Regions from separate parts of the Sus scrofa genome. Here all the other regions are linked to region 2. The links are chromatin contacts, called in public targeted proximity ligation maps. All regions are on one chromosome and are shown on one strand. The core of a region is the stretch at or near the end of the contact, and the rest is flanking DNA. Distances in the headings are between cores, read along the strand shown.

Region 1 (2,815 bases), core at 180-2,679, 60 kb before region 2:
TTGTATCTTACCCACCCATGGCTTCTTGTCTGTCTTTTTTGTCACCTACCCATTGGTCTTGGGAACCTGCTGTCTCTGAGCTTTGCTGAGTGTGCAGGACCCTTTTACCCTGGCTGCTCCTCATGGCCCCGGGCCCTGGTCCCGGGACAACACGTCACGCCGGGCTGCCTCAGACTCTGAGCTGAGGCCATTCTCACACTGCTTGAACTCTCCTCACCCACTCAGGCTCCAACACGGACACTCACCTTCACAGGCCAGCTGTTACCCACATGGCACCCTCCCGGAGGCTCCAACCTCCCAAGGACAGATGACTCTTTGTCTTAGGTCAGGCTCCTATAACTAAGGCACCATAGTCTGGGTGGTGTAGACTCACTGTTCCGAAAACTGGGGTCCGAGATCTTGATACTGGCGTGGTTTGGTTCTCATGAGGACCCTCCTCCAGGTTGCAGACGGCTGACACCTCCCTGTGTCCTTACTTGTGGAAAGAGAGAGAGGGGGCTCTCGGGGGTCCCTTTTTAAGTACTGGGGCACTAATCCCATTCATGAAGACTTCATCCTCAGGACCTACTCGCCTCCCGAAGGCCCCACCTCCTCATACCATCACACCGGGGGTTGGGATTTCAGCCTATGGATTTGGGGGGGGGGTATAATCAGTCTCTTTCATTCTTCTACCCAGATGTCCTCCTTACTCTGTTCAGGCTCCAACACTGCTACTGCCTCAGCCCTTTCCCTTTCCTTCCCTCCCTCCAGCTTGTTTTACTTGCTGCCATCAAATGACTTTTGGTCTGAATTGTTTAGAGGTGAAAGGGGAATAAAGAGGAAGAGAAAGAGGAAGAGAGATTGTTTCTTATTTTTCTAACATCTAATATGTCTCAGCAGTTACTGACCATTTTGGGTCCACTTCCTCTGGTGCACAGGGTGTCAAGTAGCCTTTTACTTATTTTATTTTATTTTTAATTTTGTCATTTTTTTTTTTTTTAGGGTTGCACCTACAGTATATGGAAGTTCCCAGGCTAGGGGGTTGCATCGGAGCTACAGCTGCCGTCTTACCCCACAGCCACAGCAATGCCAGATCCGAGCTGCATCTGCGACTCACACCACAGCTCACAGCAATGCTGGATCCTTTACCCACTGAGTGAGGCCAAGGATCAAAGCCACATGCTCATGGATACTAGTCGGTTCTTAACCAGCTGAGCCATGATGGGAACTTCTGCCTTTTAATTCAGGAACCTGTTCCTGCAGGATTTGTCTAGTTCCATGGTTTCGTTTTCCCTCTTTTGGACTCCGCTTCTATGCTTGTTGCATCTCCAGTGTCTGTCTGTCTTTCCCAGGTTTCAATGTCTTTATTATTTATTTTGAAACTATTTTTGTTTCATTTTATTTATTTCTGTTTGTGCATGTGTGTGTGTTTAAAAAACTTTTTTTGCTTGTGCCGCAGCATGAGGAAGTTCCTGGGCTAAGGGCTGGAACCTGAGCGACAGCAGTGACAACACTGAATCTGTAACCACCAGAGAACTTGTCTGTTTCATTTTCTGCACATGTTTCATTTCTATCCTCCAGCACTTTTACTGGGTCTTTATATCCCCTCTACCCTTCTGATCTGGTTTTGAGTTCTGCGATGTTTCTTTTTTTTCTTGTACCTCTTTTCTGAGTTTCGAAAATGTGCAAAATCAAGTTTTCCCTTGTCTTCTCACCATTTCTTTTCTAGGTTGACATATTTCTTTTATTTATTCTTCCTTATTGACACTATTTCTTCCTTAAGTCTTTGAAAGTAATGGTCAAATATTTGGTTAGAATTTTCACCTATCTCTTGGCAACTTGATCGGTGATTCTTCATAGCTGGTAAGTCTTGCAGCAACTCCCTGCCTTATTATTGTTTCTTTGAATGAATGCTGGTTGCCTTTGAACTTCCCTAGTTGACCTAGTTGTTGGGATTTGCTTCAGGGGACACAGTTTTGCTAATGTTTTTCTTGTGTTGGTGGTGACTAGGTTGTTTCACTTCCCCAAAGAGGTCTCTATCTGTCCTTAACTATCAAAGGGATATAATGATTTATCACCTTAAGTGGAGCCTCTTACCTAAAGGAAGTCTTCAGGCTGGGATTTCTGGGCTCTGTTCCCTTTGGGTTGTTTTGCATTTCACATCCCTCTTCTACTGTAGGGGCCTTTGCAACATGTCACCTTCATAAAGATAATGAAGTAAATCCAGCAGCTTTTGGCAGCATTTATAATTTTTTCTTTTTGTGTTGTGGATTGTTTGTCTCCTAGTTTGGCTGAAAATGAAGTTTCTATTTATTTCCATTATTTATGCTAAAAGAAAACTCCTGTTTCCTTTGCTACTACCCACACTACTTCTGACACCAAATGTGAGGGATTTTCAACACCAAGCAATTCTCCAGTTTTCGGTGGACACCAGCTGGGTGTTCTTGATTCTTCTTTTTTTTTTTCTTTTCACTTTTTAGGGCCGCACCTGTGGCATATGGACATTCCTAGGGTAGGGGTCAAATTGGAGCTGTCGCTGCCAGCCTACACCACAGCCACAGCAGCTTGGGATCCGAGCCACATCTGTGACCTATACCAGAGCTCATGGCAGCACCGGATCCTTAACCCACTGAGCAAGGCCAGGGATTGAACCTGTGTCCTCCTGGATGCTAGTCAGATTCGTTACCACTGAGCCATGACAGGAACTCCCAATTTAACTTGATTCGGATATTGGCTGCCCAGAGTTGGCACAGACCCCACAAGTTAAGGGCTCCATTCCACAAGTCTGTCTCCCCCTTCCCCCTTTTCAGATGCCAGTGGCACCTCTCAGGTTGTC
Region 2 (2,991 bases), core at 33-2,532:
TGGGGATTTGGATTTTATTGTACTGTTTACCTCAGGCAGTTCTCTGCCTTATGACCAGGATCCGAATTAATCTTGAAATCCAGGGCTGAGGCTGCCTTTTTCTGCTTGGTAACTTCTTCCCAGCGGACCTCAAGTTCTGCAACCAACCTCGACCTTCCCTTTTCACCGTCCCTCCTTCTCCGAATCTTTACCTAAAGACCTAGGCTGGGTGCCGAGAAGGGGGTAGGCGATAGGACTTGGAGGAGCCAGAAGCTCGGCCCAGGGTCACCTAATTTACAGCCACCATCTCTAAGATCCAAACCCCGGGCTGCTCTAGGCGGGTACCCTGGTGGAAGGACAGGGATGGCAGACTCGACCAGGGGTGGGCCCGCTTCTGAAAGAAAAGGGAAAAGACCTTGCTTGGGAACAAACGAATGTGTGTGTGCGCGCGCGTTCACTTAAAAACAAAACCAAGTTAAAGGAACCGCTCGGTCCCCCACAGGTCCGACCACCCGCTGGGAGTTTGCGAAGCCAGCGCGGCAATTTTGAGTGGGAGGGAGTCGTTAACGCCCCACAAAGTGCGGCTTCTTTCTGAACCTCTCGTCCAGGCCCTGCGGGCTCCTGGTAGCTAGCTCTTGGCCTCCCGCCCCACGCGCAGAAGCTGCGGCGAAGGAGGGAACCCTGGTGTCGCCGGAGCCCCGCAGCGCCAGCCGCGGCGCACGCTCCCCGGTCGCCGCCTCTCCCAGCCCCGCGGCCTGGGCCGTCAATCAAGCTCGCCCGGCCCCGCCCCTGGGCTGCAGCGGACGGCCAATCAGAGCCAAGCTCCGCAGCGATGAGCTCAGTCGGCTCGCTTGCCATTGGGCGGCTATATTAAGAAAGTCGCCGAACTCTTTAAATAGCGGGCGCTAGGGCCGCAGCCTGCATCTGCCACCGCAGTCTGCCTGCTTTCGTTCGTTTTCCTGTACCTTTGCTGAGGCCTAGAGCGACCCGGGAGGAAGCTAGGCCGGGTCTGCTACTCTAGTCACCGTTTGCGCACAAAGGCGCCAACCCCGGATCCGGGGCGAGGAGGGCCGCCACCGCTCCGGAGCAGCGCGGAGACGTACGGTGCGCCCTATGCTCCCGCGCCCCTACCGCCCACGCCGCGGCTTCCTGAGCACAGCGAGAGAACGCGCCACCCCGGGGCCTGGGTGCAGCTAGCGACCCTTGCCCCTAGCGCGCAGCCCGAGGTGAGCAGTGAGCGGCCAGCGGGACGGCAGCGAGGCGTTCGCGGGCCCCCTCTTGCTGCCCGGGCCCGGCCCGCTCATGGCGGCCATCCGCAAGAAGCTGGTGGTGGTGGGCGACGGCGCGTGCGGCAAGACGTGCCTGCTGATCGTGTTCAGTAAGGACGAGTTCCCTGAGGTGTACGTGCCCACAGTCTTTGAGAACTATGTGGCCGACATCGAAGTGGACGGCAAGCAGGTGGAGCTGGCGCTGTGGGACACAGCGGGCCAGGAGGACTACGATCGCCTGCGGCCGCTCTCCTACCCGGACACCGACGTGATCCTTATGTGCTTCTCGGTGGACAGCCCGGATTCCCTGGAGAACATCCCCGAGAAGTGGGTGCCCGAGGTGAAGCACTTCTGCCCCAACGTGCCCATCATCCTGGTGGCCAACAAGAAAGACCTGCGCAGCGACGAGCACGTCCGCACTGAGCTGGCCCGCATGAAGCAGGAACCCGTGCGCACGGATGACGGCCGCGCCATGGCCGTGCGCATCCAAGCCTACGACTACCTCGAGTGCTCTGCCAAGACCAAGGAGGGCGTGCGCGAGGTCTTCGAGACGGCCACGCGAGCCGCGCTGCAGAAACGCTACGGCTCCCAGAACGGCTGCATCAACTGCTGCAAGGTGCTATGAGGGCCGCGCCCGCCTGCCTGCCCCTGCGGGCACGGCTCCCCCACCCCGGCCGGTCCCCCACGAGGCCGGAGAAGGGAGACCCGCGCCCCCCCCACGGACCCCACCGGACGGCCTGGCGTCTGCCCTCCGGACCCGCAGCCGTGGCCTGGCGGCTGTGGCTCTGGCGCCGGGAATCGGCGCGGTAGGCACCGGGCGCCCCCTTTCCAAGTGTCTGTGTGCGTCCCGCTGTGTTGCACAGGCCTGGGCGCCCCGCTGAGTGCCAAGGGATCCCCGAAGACCCTGTTCTGAAGAGCCAAGCCTCTTCGGAGGGTGTGGCTGTGTGTATGTTCAACTCCCCCCGCCCCGTTTTTGCCCCACGCCCGCCTCTGCTACCCCGAGGCGAGCTTGGCCCCGGGGTGCGGCCGCGCCCCATCATCAGATGTTCTCCCATAACCAGCGAGCGCCTGCTATGCCCCTGTCTGTAACATAGACCACGGGAACTGCGGGAGGGGAGGGCTGGGGTGGATGGGGTGTTATATAAATATAGATATAATTTTATTTTCGGAGGTAGGATGGTGTTATTTAATGGTGGCGGTGGGTGGAGTGACAGGACTTGAGAACAGCTCCGGCCCAGCCTGGGTCAGGCGTCCATCCAGGCACGAACAAGACTTGGCCATCTTTCCAACTCCTGGGAAAGACATTTGCAACTAACTGACTTGGGGCTGAGAGGACACAGCTTCCAGACTCATGTCTCCTGCGGGCCAGCCAGGGAGAACCCCTCATCAGCCACAGGCAGGAGGAGGGAAAGTGTGCTGCAGGTTGTTTTTTTGCCATAAGCGAACTTTGTGCCTGTCCTACAAGTGAAATTTGTTCAGTCCAAGAAACTGATGTTATTTGATTTATTTAAAGGCGAAAACTTGGGTTTTTTTTTTTTTTTGGAAAGAATTCTTTGCACAATTGTTTCATTGTTTGACACTTAATGCACTTGTCATTTGCATAAGACAGTAGCATTCTGACCACACTTGTACGCTGTAACCTCATCTACTTCTGATGTTTTTAAAAAAATGATAACTTTTAAAAATCAAGGAGAAGAAGAAACCACTAATTTTCTTTTCTTGAAAAAAGTGGCAACACTGTTCT
Region 3 (3,030 bases), core at 333-2,832, 38 kb after region 2:
ACAAATCTGACTAGATACCATGAGGTTGCAGGTTCGATCCCTGGCTTCGCTCAGTGGGTTAAGGATCTGGCATTGGCCATGAGATGTGGTGTAGATCAAAGACGTGGCTCGGATCTGGCGTTGCTGTGGCTGTGGTGCAGGCCGGCAGCTGTAGCTCCTAGTGGGACCCTCACCTGGGAACCTCCATATGCTACATCTGTTAAGCTCCAGAGTTTGTGCCCTTGCTAGTGTAGACCAGAATGGTCTAGGCAATGACACCCCCTCCAGGGGGACTCTGCTGCTCTAATGGCAGCTTCAGCTCCTCCAGCCAAGCAGGGTGTTGCCTTGTCCCTGAGCCCAAGGCCGAAGGCGATCATCAACTTCTGAGTCCTAAGTTCTGGATGCTGGGGAACTGCGGACCCGTGGTTGTTTCAATATGTAGCCATGACCATAATCAGAGCTGAGAAATGATAGTGATGATAATAATAACCAATATTAACTAATAGGGAAGATAGCGTTGGGCATTGTTCTAAGCATTTTGCAAACACAATCCATCGAATCCCTTACTGTGTTAGCTGGTATTATCTCCCTTTTACAGATGAGAAACCTGACACACAAGGCATTTAATATCTGGCCCGAAGTCACACAGCTGGGAAGGGGCAGAGCCAGGATCCAAACTCCAGTAATCTCAGGGCCCGTGCTCTTGCTTTCTGTTACACTGACTACCCCACAAAGCTAGTAAACACGCTTGAGGTCGGTACTTTAAGTACAATAACATATTAATTGTTCTGAGACAACTGTAAGAAGTAAGTATTATTAGTCGCTTCATTTTACAGATGAGGACACTTAGCACAGAGACGTTAAGTCGTTTGCCTGAGGTCACACAGCACATAAATGTAACAGGTAGAATTTGACTCTGGAGTTGGTGCCCTTTAACACTGAGCTATATTAACAGACAGGCTCTGAGACTCTAATGCCCTCAATATGCAGTTTCGGTTTCTAGGGAAGAGTCCTGAGAGTCCCAAGGAGCCATTTGGGATCTGCCGGAGCAAGAACAACGGGTAATTCCTGATCGCTAGTTATCTGTGGTTGAGGGGCTAGTTGTTGCCTGGTGACTCACTGTGGTGGCCCTTTACTGTCCAGCTGATGCCCGTGGCAACATGCCACGTGCTACCGGCACGGGGAGCGGCTGCAGCTCCAGGATGAGTGAGTCTGTGCTAGATTTGGGTGTGGGGGGGCGGGTGGCGGCGTGGGGGGGGTGGTGTTCGGGGGACAGACTGCACAGAACCCTTCTCTCTCCCTCACTTCCCATTCTCTTTCTACTTCATTAGCGTGAAGAGCTAAAAGCGATTCCAAGGAAATGTAGCAGAAGTGTCAGTCCAGCTGCACTCATGTCCTGGCAAAAGGGACAGACCGAGCCGGCTGCTTCCCCATGTGCTCTGGTGCTGGTCTCCCACCGGGACACAGAGCAGGGCCGGGGCTCCAAGCACTGCTTTAGGGTCTCCCAGAAGTGCAAGGAAGCCTCACGCGATGCCTGATTCAGAAGTAGGCTGCTACCAGGCAGCTTTGTGCATTTGGTGGCTTCCTTGGAAACTCATCAAACGCTTGGCACAAACGCGTCCCTCCTCCAGTGACAGGAGCTCACACTTCGGCAAGCATCAAACTGCTCTGAAATGTGATAACGGCGTCTGTCAATTTCTGCACACAGAGTGCTGTTTTCTGCAGCGGGACTGTTTGTCTTGGCCTTCTGGAGCTGTAGGAGCTTTCAGACCCCCTACTCCTTGGAGCAAGGTTTGGGGGATAGATGGGGTACAAAAGGGCAGGGCAGGTTTTGGGAGAGGTGGGGAGCGCTCATAGGAGCGCTCCATTTGTGGGGTAGTGGGAGAAGGGAGGGTTCTGGGGACATTCCTTAGCCAGGCGGCAGGCACAGCTGCGAATGACAGCAGCTGCAGAGCCCAGAATGGGTCTGAGCCTGGCCTCTCCCTCCCTACGCCTGGCGGACAACCTCCTGGTCCCTGGCCACATTGCTGCCTCCGACTGGCAGCACAGGACACTCAGCCTTCCCCCCGCCCCCCACCGCAATGAGGTTTGAGCAGGTGCTGGGGGTGGGGAGAGGAGTAGGCGTGTCTTAGAAGGAGAAGGACGATGGGGTGGCAGAGGTGGCACTGTGCCTGGTGTTTTGGGGACTGAAAGGAGGACACGTTCATTGTTTGGATGCATTTGTAATTTAAGACTACATCTTTCCTAAAGCAGGTGCTGCTGCAATGGGGTGAGCGCGGAGCAAACATTGAAAGGCTTTGAGCTGGGTAAGGGCAGGTTCAGGAGGCAGGTCTGCCTGCAGGGTGGAGGGAAGCTGGATGGAGCAGACACCCCAGAGGCTGTCCAGTGGTCCAGGTGGACAAGGAAGGGGGTGGTGGGGATGGAGACCACAGGAAGATCCAGGGCTTGGGCAGGGCGTGTAGGACTTAGGATGTTCTGTTCCCCTCTGTCCTTAGCCCTGATACAACAATATGCTTAAGCCGTCTTCTCCCCTTCTAGGAGCTCAGTGGACCCTCAGAGCTCATGGAGGACCTGACAAGGGTTCTCTTAGAAAGGGGCTAATGGAAATGTCCTTTAGGAAAGGTGAGGATTCTTCCTGCTGGATGCCATGAAGATTAAGGATGACGGAGCCTCCATCTGAGTGACTCATTTCTGGGCAGTGATGGGGGTCCTGGCCCTCAGCCACTGCTCCTGGTGTCCCAAGACTCCCCCAGCGATCCTTAATCAGGCCACTAGCCATGGCAGCATTTGGTGTGCTTCACCTGTTGTGGTTATTTTCCTAACTATGCCCCGATCGTCCCATTCTTAAGCTGGTGCGAGCTTATTCAAGTTAACTCTTGAATTTTTCTGAGCCAATCTCAGTCGTTTCGGCTTTGGTCTGGCGAGAAGCTTTAGGGTCTGTGCATTTCCCGCTTTGAATCTGGAATCAGCCATTTCTCCAAGTGGCCCTGGTTCCTTTTGGTGGGAAATGGTATTGAGAGGTCACACTCTAGGTAAATGTGTCCCTCCTTT

The links.
Region 1: a targeted proximity ligation map of alveolar macrophages shows a contact between it and region 2. A contact is called at or near these places in 5 of 47 Hi-C or Micro-C datasets (alveolar macrophages, embryonic fibroblasts, heart right ventricle and 1 more) and 2 of 2 datasets of targeted methods (alveolar macrophages and skeletal muscle).
Region 3: a contact with region 2 is called in a targeted proximity ligation map of skeletal muscle. A contact is called at or near these places in 10 of 47 Hi-C or Micro-C datasets (adipose tissue, embryonic fibroblasts, fetal heart ventricle and 6 more) and 2 of 2 datasets of targeted methods (alveolar macrophages and skeletal muscle).

Annotation. Positions count from the first base shown.
Region 1 is chr3:117,834,157-117,836,971 of Sscrofa11.1, reverse strand. LOC100523732 (b(0,+)-type amino acid transporter 1-like) reads left to right here and starts at 1,429. Exons shown (of 8, transcript XM_013996317.2): 1 at 1,429-1,842.
Region 2 is chr3:117,773,751-117,776,741 of Sscrofa11.1, reverse strand. RHOB (ras homolog family member B) reads left to right here and starts at 1,282. Exons shown (of 1, transcript NM_001123189.1): 1 at 1,282-1,872. The coding sequence starts at 1,282. The coding sequence ends at 1,872.
Region 3 is chr3:117,736,358-117,739,387 of Sscrofa11.1, reverse strand. No RefSeq gene overlaps it. Among named protein-coding and RNA genes, the nearest start is that of RHOB, 38 kb to the left of the region's middle.